Regions from separate parts of the Mus musculus genome. Here region 1 is linked to region 2. Evidence: chromatin contacts called from public HiChIP or PLAC-seq data. All regions are on one chromosome and are shown on one strand. The core of a region is the stretch at or near the end of the contact, and the rest is flanking DNA. Distances in the headings are between cores, read along the strand shown. Region 1 overlaps Gm32652 (a long non-coding RNA gene). Region 2 holds the start of Blzf1 (basic leucine zipper nuclear factor 1).

Evidence for each region. HiChIP or PLAC-seq counts read pairs in DNA pulled down with a chosen protein or histone mark.
Region 1: a contact with region 2 is called in an H3K4me3 HiChIP or PLAC-seq map of pro-B cells, with 7 times the contacts expected there. The contact joins the enhancer-like site here to the promoter of Blzf1 in region 2. A contact is called at or near these places in 10 of 39 promoter capture datasets (the 3T3-L1 cell line, 3T3-L1-derived adipocytes, cranial neural crest and 6 more), 9 of 115 datasets of contacts at active chromatin or transcription factors (acute myeloid leukemia, embryonic basal ganglia, embryonic forebrain and 4 more) and 2 of 9 other capture datasets (liver and macrophages).

The regions. Positions count from the first base shown.
Region 1 is chr1:164,868,824-164,873,195 of GRCm38.p6, forward strand. Gm32652 (a long non-coding RNA gene) reads right to left here. Exons shown (of 5, transcript XR_865700.2): 3 at 3,212-3,328. Gm20743 (predicted gene, 20743) reads left to right here. Exons shown (of 5, transcript NR_040303.1): 4 at 1,315-1,443; 5 at 1,731-2,615. Among named protein-coding and RNA genes, the nearest start is that of Gm20743, 7.9 kb to the left of the region's middle. Within about 2 kb of position 2,113, at least 33 of the 459 cell types and tissues checked have an H3K27ac peak or open chromatin away from gene starts, as enhancers often do. A contact at or near this core is called in pro-B cells, where this site is marked.
Region 2 is chr1:164,306,049-164,310,231 of GRCm38.p6, forward strand. It overlaps Blzf1 (basic leucine zipper nuclear factor 1), which reads right to left and starts at 1,436. Exons shown (of 7, transcript NM_001160209.1): 1 at 1,099-1,436; 2 at 391-468. The coding sequence starts at 430. Nme7 (NME/NM23 family member 7) reads left to right here and starts at 1,624. Exons shown (of 14, transcript NM_138314.4): 1 at 1,624-1,706; 2 at 2,012-2,202.

The DNA.
Region 1 (4,372 bases), core at 863-3,362, 560 kb after region 2:
TTATAAAAAACAACATTTAACTGGGGCTGGCTTACAGGTTCAGAGGTTCAGTCCATTATCATCAAGGTGGGAGCATGGCAGTATCCAGGCAGGCATGACCCAGGAGGAGCTGAGAGTTCTATGTCTTCATCCAAAGGCTGCTAGTGGAAGACTGACTTCCAGGCAACTAGGGTGAGGATCTTATGCCCACACCCACAGTGACACACCCATTCCAACCAGGTCACACCTATTCCAACAAGGCCACACCTCCAGATGGTGCCACTCCCTGGTCCAAGGATATACAAACCATCACAGGTGGGATGGATAAAAATGATCAAGGGTAATGATTTGAGGATAAGACCCAATTCCAAAGGCCTCTCTATCCTCTTATAATTCTTCTGTACTTGGTTGTCAATAAATCCTTGAAAGCCTTCTTGAATATATGTGAGGCAACATTGAACACTGTAAAGTTTTAATCAAGAAAAATGACTCTTGCTAATAACGTAAATGCTTGTTCCCTTTCTCTGCAGCAGCATTAGCATCATAATTCAGCAAAGAGCTGCTTCTGACTTGGAGAAGGTCTACACTGGATGAGGTCGAAAGGCTGGGCTTTTTTTCCTGATCATGAGGATTGCTCAGAGTCAAAAGTACAACCAGGTCAGAGGGACCTAGAGTTAGAGTAGCTTTAAGCCCTGACTGGTTACTTCCTATATATAGTGACCTTGGACAAAACACTGAAGCTCTCTTAGACTGCAGTTTATCATTCATAGACTCTGGTAAAGAGAACATGACTGTACAGTTTGAATAAAAAATTAATAGTTTTCTATGTGCAAAAGATTCATCTCTAAAGATATAGATTTTGCAAGTGATTTTTTTCCCACTTTACCCAGGACGATCTGACTTCTAACCTTTAAATTTAACATTTACAGACTTATACTTAGGTACCTATGGAAATACACCAGAGATATACTTTCAAACCCAGACCCTATTCAAGCACAAACTCTGCCTAAATTTGAGAAGCAGGAAAAGGCTCACCCAAGCATTCACATTACTTGGAAAGTTAACACTTTTTTTGGAACCAGATCTGATGTCCCCAATGTTCTCCGAGGATTCTTTTAATTCAACTGGAGGCTGCCGCCGAGTAATACAATTAGCTTCTCGTTGACAGAGCTCTTTTTCTTTGATCTCCTGTGTTCATTCTTCCAAAAGCAACTCAATTGCTTCTCCTGATGAATTTCTCACTGTATATATACTTAATAGAATTGAAAACCAGCAGGTCGCCATATAAGGAGACATCAGATGAGCTATTAAAATAACATTCTTTTTCTAAGACAGGATTTGGTCTACCTAAACCAACCTTATCTGAGTGCAAAATAGGAAGGAAGAAGTGAACAAACACGGAACTGTCCTCAAAGGCCATGCGTAGAACATTGCCACTACTGATGGCTAGTGTCCTGAATCCAGGTAGAATATTTACTTAGTTTTACCTAGAGGAGCTCTAAAGCTACATAGTCCTTCAGAGTTGTTCCAGTGTGGGGCTGGATGGAAACCTTTCTTCTCCCGCATGTACTGGCCACTACCTGAAAACAATTAGTCAATGGGCAAGGTAGAAGACAAATCCTAGAGGCAGACTCCGCTGAGAAAGGTGGATTCTATGCATCTCTAGATGCTAGTGAGGAAAGAAAGGGGGAATGTGTGCTCACTGGGATGAAGCACTTCAGCATCTTTACCTTCCATATTCTCTCCCACAGGAACTACTCAGGCTGTTTCTTACAAAAGTATCTTCATCTCTCCCTCACCGTGGACACCAAGAGTCCTAGATGACGGATTCATTGCCAGAGATGCCACATTGGAGGCATCTTACAAACGAAAAGCAGTTGCACTTTAGCTTTTCTACGTCTGTGTTCAAATCCAAAGATATCCTCATAGGTTCACGTTTGGAAGTTAATTGTACCACTGAGCAGCAGGCTCCAGTTAAATTAAGAAAATTCTTGGAGGACCGTTGGACTATCAGATCATGTTTCCCAGCAGGTGGCGCTGTTCTGAGACGCTGTGTCGCTTTAGCAGGTGGGGGTCCAGGCTGGCGGAAGTAGGAAAGCAGAACTGGGACTTGGAAAGGGTTGTTCCTAGACCTACTTCCTCTTTCACACCTGGCTTCTTGGTCAGCCAAGATGTAAACAGCCTCCACCACACACTCCAGCTGCCCTGAACTGGGTAGTCATGAATTCTTCAGGTTGGAGTGAACTCTAAAAGTACAAACTGATACACATCTTTAATACTGTGGACTGTTTCTGTCCGGCATGGTGGTCATCGAACACTAACGTATCTAGGTATGGCTACATTGCTGTCAATTACAGGAAATTAGCCAAGCTCTGTCTCTCTGTCAGAGGCCTATATGTTGTGTTAGTTGACAACAGGAAAGCACAGGAACATCCAGACCGTCAACAAGCTGCCATTCCTTGATCCCAGGCTGCATCAATCTCTTTTACATCTTTGCTGTCAAATTTCAGAGATGTAAAACTGTGGGAGTTTCTTCATAGAGCTGAGATTTATTTCATTTTCTTCATTTTTAAGATGGTCACAAGTTACCAATTTTAAAGGAACCAATGAAAGAATATGAAAATAAAACCTAATGCATAAAAAATACTGAGCCAGGTAGTGGTGGCGTGTGCCTTTAATCCCACATAACACTTGGGAGGCAGAGGCAGGCAGATTTCTGAGTTTGAGGCCAGCCTGGTCTACAGAGTGAGTTCCAGGGCAGCCATAGCTATACAGAGAAACCCTGTCTTGAAAAACCAAAAAATAAAAAATAAAAAGGAGGAGGAGGAGGAGAAAAAGGAGAAGAAGGAGGAGGAGGAGGAGGAGGACGAGGAGGAGGAAATACTGTTAGCATAAGGTGTTGAGGGCCTACAGTGTGACAATAATACCTTAATTCTACATGTACACAACCAAATGAAAACAGTAGTAAAGGTAATGGTGAACAGCATACACAGTAACTCTAGAGGACCTCAGTGTCAGAAACTAACTCCCCCTCATTCATAAGAGCAAACTGTCTCTTAAAATAAAGAAACAACAACTAATAAAGAGGATTGTTCCAGAGTCCAGTTGCTGGTGATGACTAAACACTGATCAAGTATTAAGTGTCTATCATCTAACTTAGACTATTTTCTCACCGTCTATGATCTCTAAAATCTAATCATTAAAGATTGTCGAGTTTAGATGAGTGACTCACAGGTACCATCAAGTCAGAGGTACTCCAGTGTTCACCGAGTCACACTGTGCTGGAAACGGCTCCAGGCATAGAAGAAGATATTTTCAAAATAGAGCAGCCAGGACATTATAGCAGCATCTATAACCAAGAGAGGAAACAAAGTGTGAAGTATCTCTAGATTCTTCAAAGATTCCTTTACAAATTCATTCACAAAAGGCTACAAAACAATCCATTATTTCTTCCCTTTGTCTGGCATTTTTCCTATGTTCACATGACTTCTCTGTATGCATTTCTAATATTTTTCTCCTTCCCATGTACCAAGCTTATATTAACATCTTATACTAATTTGTTATCACAAATTCAGAAACAGAGTATAGTTTCATTTAAAAGTCAGATATCTATTTGAAAGTAGAGTGAAGGAAACATGTTATCAACCACTTGTTGACTACCACCTGTTCTAAATGGATAAATGAGTAGCTTATCTTGATGCTCACCCTTATTAATAATTATCACATTTTATAACAGCAATCATTAATCTCTAGTGATTTTTTCTCTTGGAGTATATTTATGTCTTCTTTGAGTTGTTGGGGCATGTTTACAATTATTCTTTTGAGTGTTTTGTCTAGATGTTTTCTAAGTCATTCTAGGGGCATTGCTGAGGGATTGGTAACTTCAGAGGAGTTGTGTCCTGGCTTTTCATGTTGTTCTTTCTGCTCTGGTACTTGGACATCTGGAGTTTGCTAATTGGTTGAGCCTTTGGGGGTGTTTTGTTTTGTTTTGTTCTCCCCTTTGTGTTCAAGTTGTCTTTCTTCTTTCTGTGGATATGTTTGCAATGTTCAGGAGAAGTTTAAGTAATAGTAGGGTCAGGGTATTATTTTCTTCGGTGGGGCTAACATTCAGGGACACAGGCCTGAATGAAAGAGTTAGTCTTCCCATGAGAGTCAGCTACTGTCTGCAATAACAGTGGTCCAGAGTCAACACACCCCTGCCAGGGCCCTGCTTCTATTACTACTCATTATCCCATGCCTGGATGCCCTATACTAGGTCAGTTCATCATGCTCTCTGCTCCCACTGCCTGTGCCTCAGGTTGTGTGTCCTTTTATCCTTAGTTCCCTACCCTGGATCAAATCTAGCCAATGTCCCACCTCTGATATGTATTGTACATCTCTGTAATGGTAATCA
Region 2 (4,183 bases), core at 186-2,685:
CACATGCTTGAGAGAAAGTTCTGTTGTTATACTGACAATCACATTGCTCTCCCGAGACAGTTAAAGGATGCAGACAAGTGACATCAAATATAGGTATAGTTTTCATTGATCCATGTAGCACAAACATCTGTTTTCACTAACAATAGTTACAGTGTAGTAAAAATAAAACGAACAGTTGTATTACCTGCCTTACTAGATAATCAAGGGGGAGCTCTCTGAGTTCAAGGCCAATGAGTTCTAGGGCAGCCAAGGCAACCCAGAGAAACCCTGTCTCAAATAACGCCCTCCTACTCCAAAATAAACCCAAAACACAACCCTCCCCCCCAAACCAAAAAAGCAACCAATCAAACAAAAAACCAAATCAATTATTATCAAAACAAAAACACTTACCTTTGTTTTCCGAACTTTTAAGGGTAGTCATTTTTTCCATAACTAATGAGAATACAATCCAAGACTTTCACCGAAGACCTAGAGATGTATACATACGAAAGAATTAAAGCAATAACAATATATTCAGAGAATGCATCTACTTTAAAAGTTATTTTTTAATTGTTTCTGTCTTTAGTACCCACGTTCTTCATTATTTCCTTTTGACGGGCTGTAATGTATACCTGTTAAATAATGAAAACCCAGGCATAGGTTTAAGTGGTCTCTGGAGTCTAGACTGTAGAATAGGTGACCACACGTCCTAAAAGCTGACTGTTCCTAGATGTATACGATTCAGTACCCGGTCTAACTTCCTGAACATCACAAATCCTTGCCCTGGGAATGCATCCTGAAACTCTATCCAATGGCAAACAGAGACTTTAAAGTCAGAAACTTCGCTGGGACCATGCGATGCCGATGAGCAAGTGTCCTTGTCTAAGAAACACCGGGTGAAGGTGTGGGGAGGCATGGGTGCCGAGTTTAAAAGGAGAGGAGGTGGAAAAATTAAGCCTGTCAGCCTCATTCCCCAGGAGTATGAGCCCAAGTTTGTCCCTGTCAGGAGGAGCCTCTTCCCAGAACAACCTTTAAATCCCAAACCAATGGCTGCCGAACTCCAGCCCAGACCATCCTCTTCCCACCGCGTCCGGCACACGGGCCGGCTCCAGGACTTACCTGTGATATCCTTACTTCAATGTCCACCGCTCAGGCTCTTCACTCGCTCAGCAGCCGGCTGACTTGTAAACTCCCCTGGCACTCGGAAGCCAACCCGCCCAAGCCTCCCTGACACGCAGCGCCTCGCTCACTCTAATCACTTCCTATTACACAGGGTTTCATTTCCGGAATGCTCTTCTGAAGGACAAGGACCAACTGACACTTCGTGCTGTGTGTAAAATGAAGAGAGACAGGGTCTACTATGTATCGGCTCGGAAAGCGAAAACTGGAAGATATCTACTTAAAAAAAAAGTACCAATAGATAATGCAAGCGGTATGGACGCTTAAACTTCCGGGTCACTACCAGCCAGACGGAAGTGAACGCGTTGGAACGGAGAAGGTGGCGTCGCGTTGCCCCAGGCGATGAGGCAAAGGGTGGATCTTTGAGTGAATGGGCGGGGCCTAATTACTCCCAGCCAATGGAGACGAAGCAGCTTCGAGGCGGCGTCTTCGAAGCAGTGGCTGGAGGAAGGCGGGGCTTGCGTTGCCAGAGTAACCGGATCATTGGTGGTGGTGTAGTCTTCCTGTGTACAGGAATCTATTTCCTGTGCTGAGATCTACAAACTATGGTAAGTGTTATAGGGAGGCCCTATGAAAGGCTCCGAGACCCTGGTTACGGAACATCCAAGTCTTTGGGCGATTGGGCACCCCGCCTTTCATCACCTCTTACCTCGCTAGGAGCAGTTCCTTCTGCCTCTGCGCACCCCTTTTCTTGCAGCACCCTAATTTCCATTTTAGCGCCACTAAGACCTCAAGCTAGAGCAATGTAACAGAAAGTAAATGGGGGTGATATGGAATCTAAGAAAACCCGATGAGAATTATTTCGAATAAACCGTTTATAAGCTTGCATTGTTTATCTTTTTCGTTTTTCAAGCTTGCAGACCCTTATCGACGTGGTGCTGTCTCAACACTAACTTGGATCTGAATCTCCCTGAGTGCTGGAGTCAGTTCTCCCAAGCGGTGGAGTTCTACCTTGCATCTCCTACCAGGACCGCTTAGTAATAGCTGTCTGCTGGCTCAGCGTCTAGTTCATTTCATACTTTCCAGATCACTGTGTTTTAGCAGGTATGTTTTTCAGGATTACTTGGAGAGTTCTAGCATTCACCAACACCACCATAAATTATGACTGAATAGGAATGGGGCTTGATACTTTGCGTTTTAATAAGCCTTTAGATGGTTTTAATGTACCCATTGCTCTAGTGCACAGAGTTCTAGTTAACTCATCTTTAGTCATCTCTGCACTTGTGCGTGGTGGACGGGACAGAGCAAAATGTTGCCTTCAGGTGGGTGTAGCTGTGACTTAGCAAGAGGCATCTGCACAATGAGGCTTTCTCATTGACTGACGTTCAGCAGTCCTTTTTGTTAACCAATCTGGTCCTTTGGTACCAAAGAGACCTTTTCAAACCTTTACTTCACAGACCCAATCTCTTTCCTCCCTCTTTTCTCCTTTCTAGGCACTTGACAGAATCTAAGAGGCAATGTATTCAGTATTGGATTCCAAATAATCAATGATTTTACCTATTCTGTAGCCTCGTATTTCTACTTTAACGAAGGAAGTGTGGAAGTGACCGTTCATCTGTTTTGCTCTTGATTTCTCTTGCTCCCATCTATTGTAACCATTTGTGGCATGAAGTTAGTTAGCATTTGATCTGGTGTGTGTGTGTGTGTGTGTGTGTGGTGTATGCTGATTTTGTTTTGTTTTGTTTTGTTTTTCGAGACAGGATTTCTCTGTATAGCCCTGGCTGTCCTGGAACTCACTTTGTAGACCAGGCTGGCCTCGAACTCAGAAATCCGCCTGCCTCTGCCTCCCAAGTGCTGGGATCAAAGGCGTGCGCCACCTCGCCCAGCTAAGCTGATTATTATATAAGTACTTTTCTTACTGTGACTCATGATTCATCAAAATCAAAACTTGGTCCTTGAGCATGAAGAGTGGAATTCTCCGGGCATGCAGGCTTACCTTAGAGACAGTCCTCTTACTGTTTGGTAGAAAAACTGGGGCTGGGGGTGGGGTGGGGTGGGGTGGGGGAGGCCTAAAAACAGTTAATTAAAAATCTCAGGGTTCCCCCTCCCCTCCATTTGCTGTCAGTCCTTTCTGAGAAGCAGCAAAATGTTTTGAAAGGAGGGGAAGCTAGATGTCCTTCCCTCCGTGTGCAGTCTGGGCACAGGCAGACAGATGTATGTGGCAAAGGCCGATAGGGTGATAGTGTCTGTGGAGGATGGAGGTTGTTCACTGACATAAGTATATAACCAGCATTGGGGGTGGCTCCGTTGGTGAAGCACTTGTCTTGCAAGCGTGAGGACCTATATTCAGTCCCCCAAATGCACTCAAAACAAAAGCTAGACATGGTGGCATGTGCCTGTAATCCCAGCACTGGAGAGATGGAGACAGGTGGATCACTGGTTGGCCAGCCTATCCTATTTAGTACATTCCAGGCCTGTCTCAAAAACCAAACAAGTAGTAACAAAGGGACCCGTATCATACAAGGAGAGAACTAACTCCCCTAAGTTGTCCTATGACTTCTATATATGTACTCTGATACACGCATTCATGATACATAAATGTAAAATTAATGAGGAATGACACCCAAGGATATCCTCTATCTTCTACATGCATATGCATACACGTTTTTGTGTGCCCCAACACACGTGTATATACACACAATGAGTTCCAGGCAAGCCAGAGTTGTGTAGTGAGACCCTGTCTACACACCTACACACACACACACACACACACACACACACACACACACACATGGGAGAGAGAGAGAGAGAGAGAGAGAGAGAGAGGGGGGGGGGGGAGAGAGAGAGAGAGAGAGAGAGAGAGAGAGAGAGAGAGAGAGAGAGAATAAATAGTTTGACATGCAGTCAAGGTCATCACAAGATGTGGTTTTCAAACTGAGATTTTAGTAATAGAAAAGATCTCAGGTGGCTCTGGATTCCTCGAGGCAAGGTGAGTGCAGAGGTGTATTAGAGGCTCTGGAGGAACAGAGGACTGGAGAAGGTGGGCACAGACCCAAGATACTGGAGTATATGGCGCTTGGCAAGA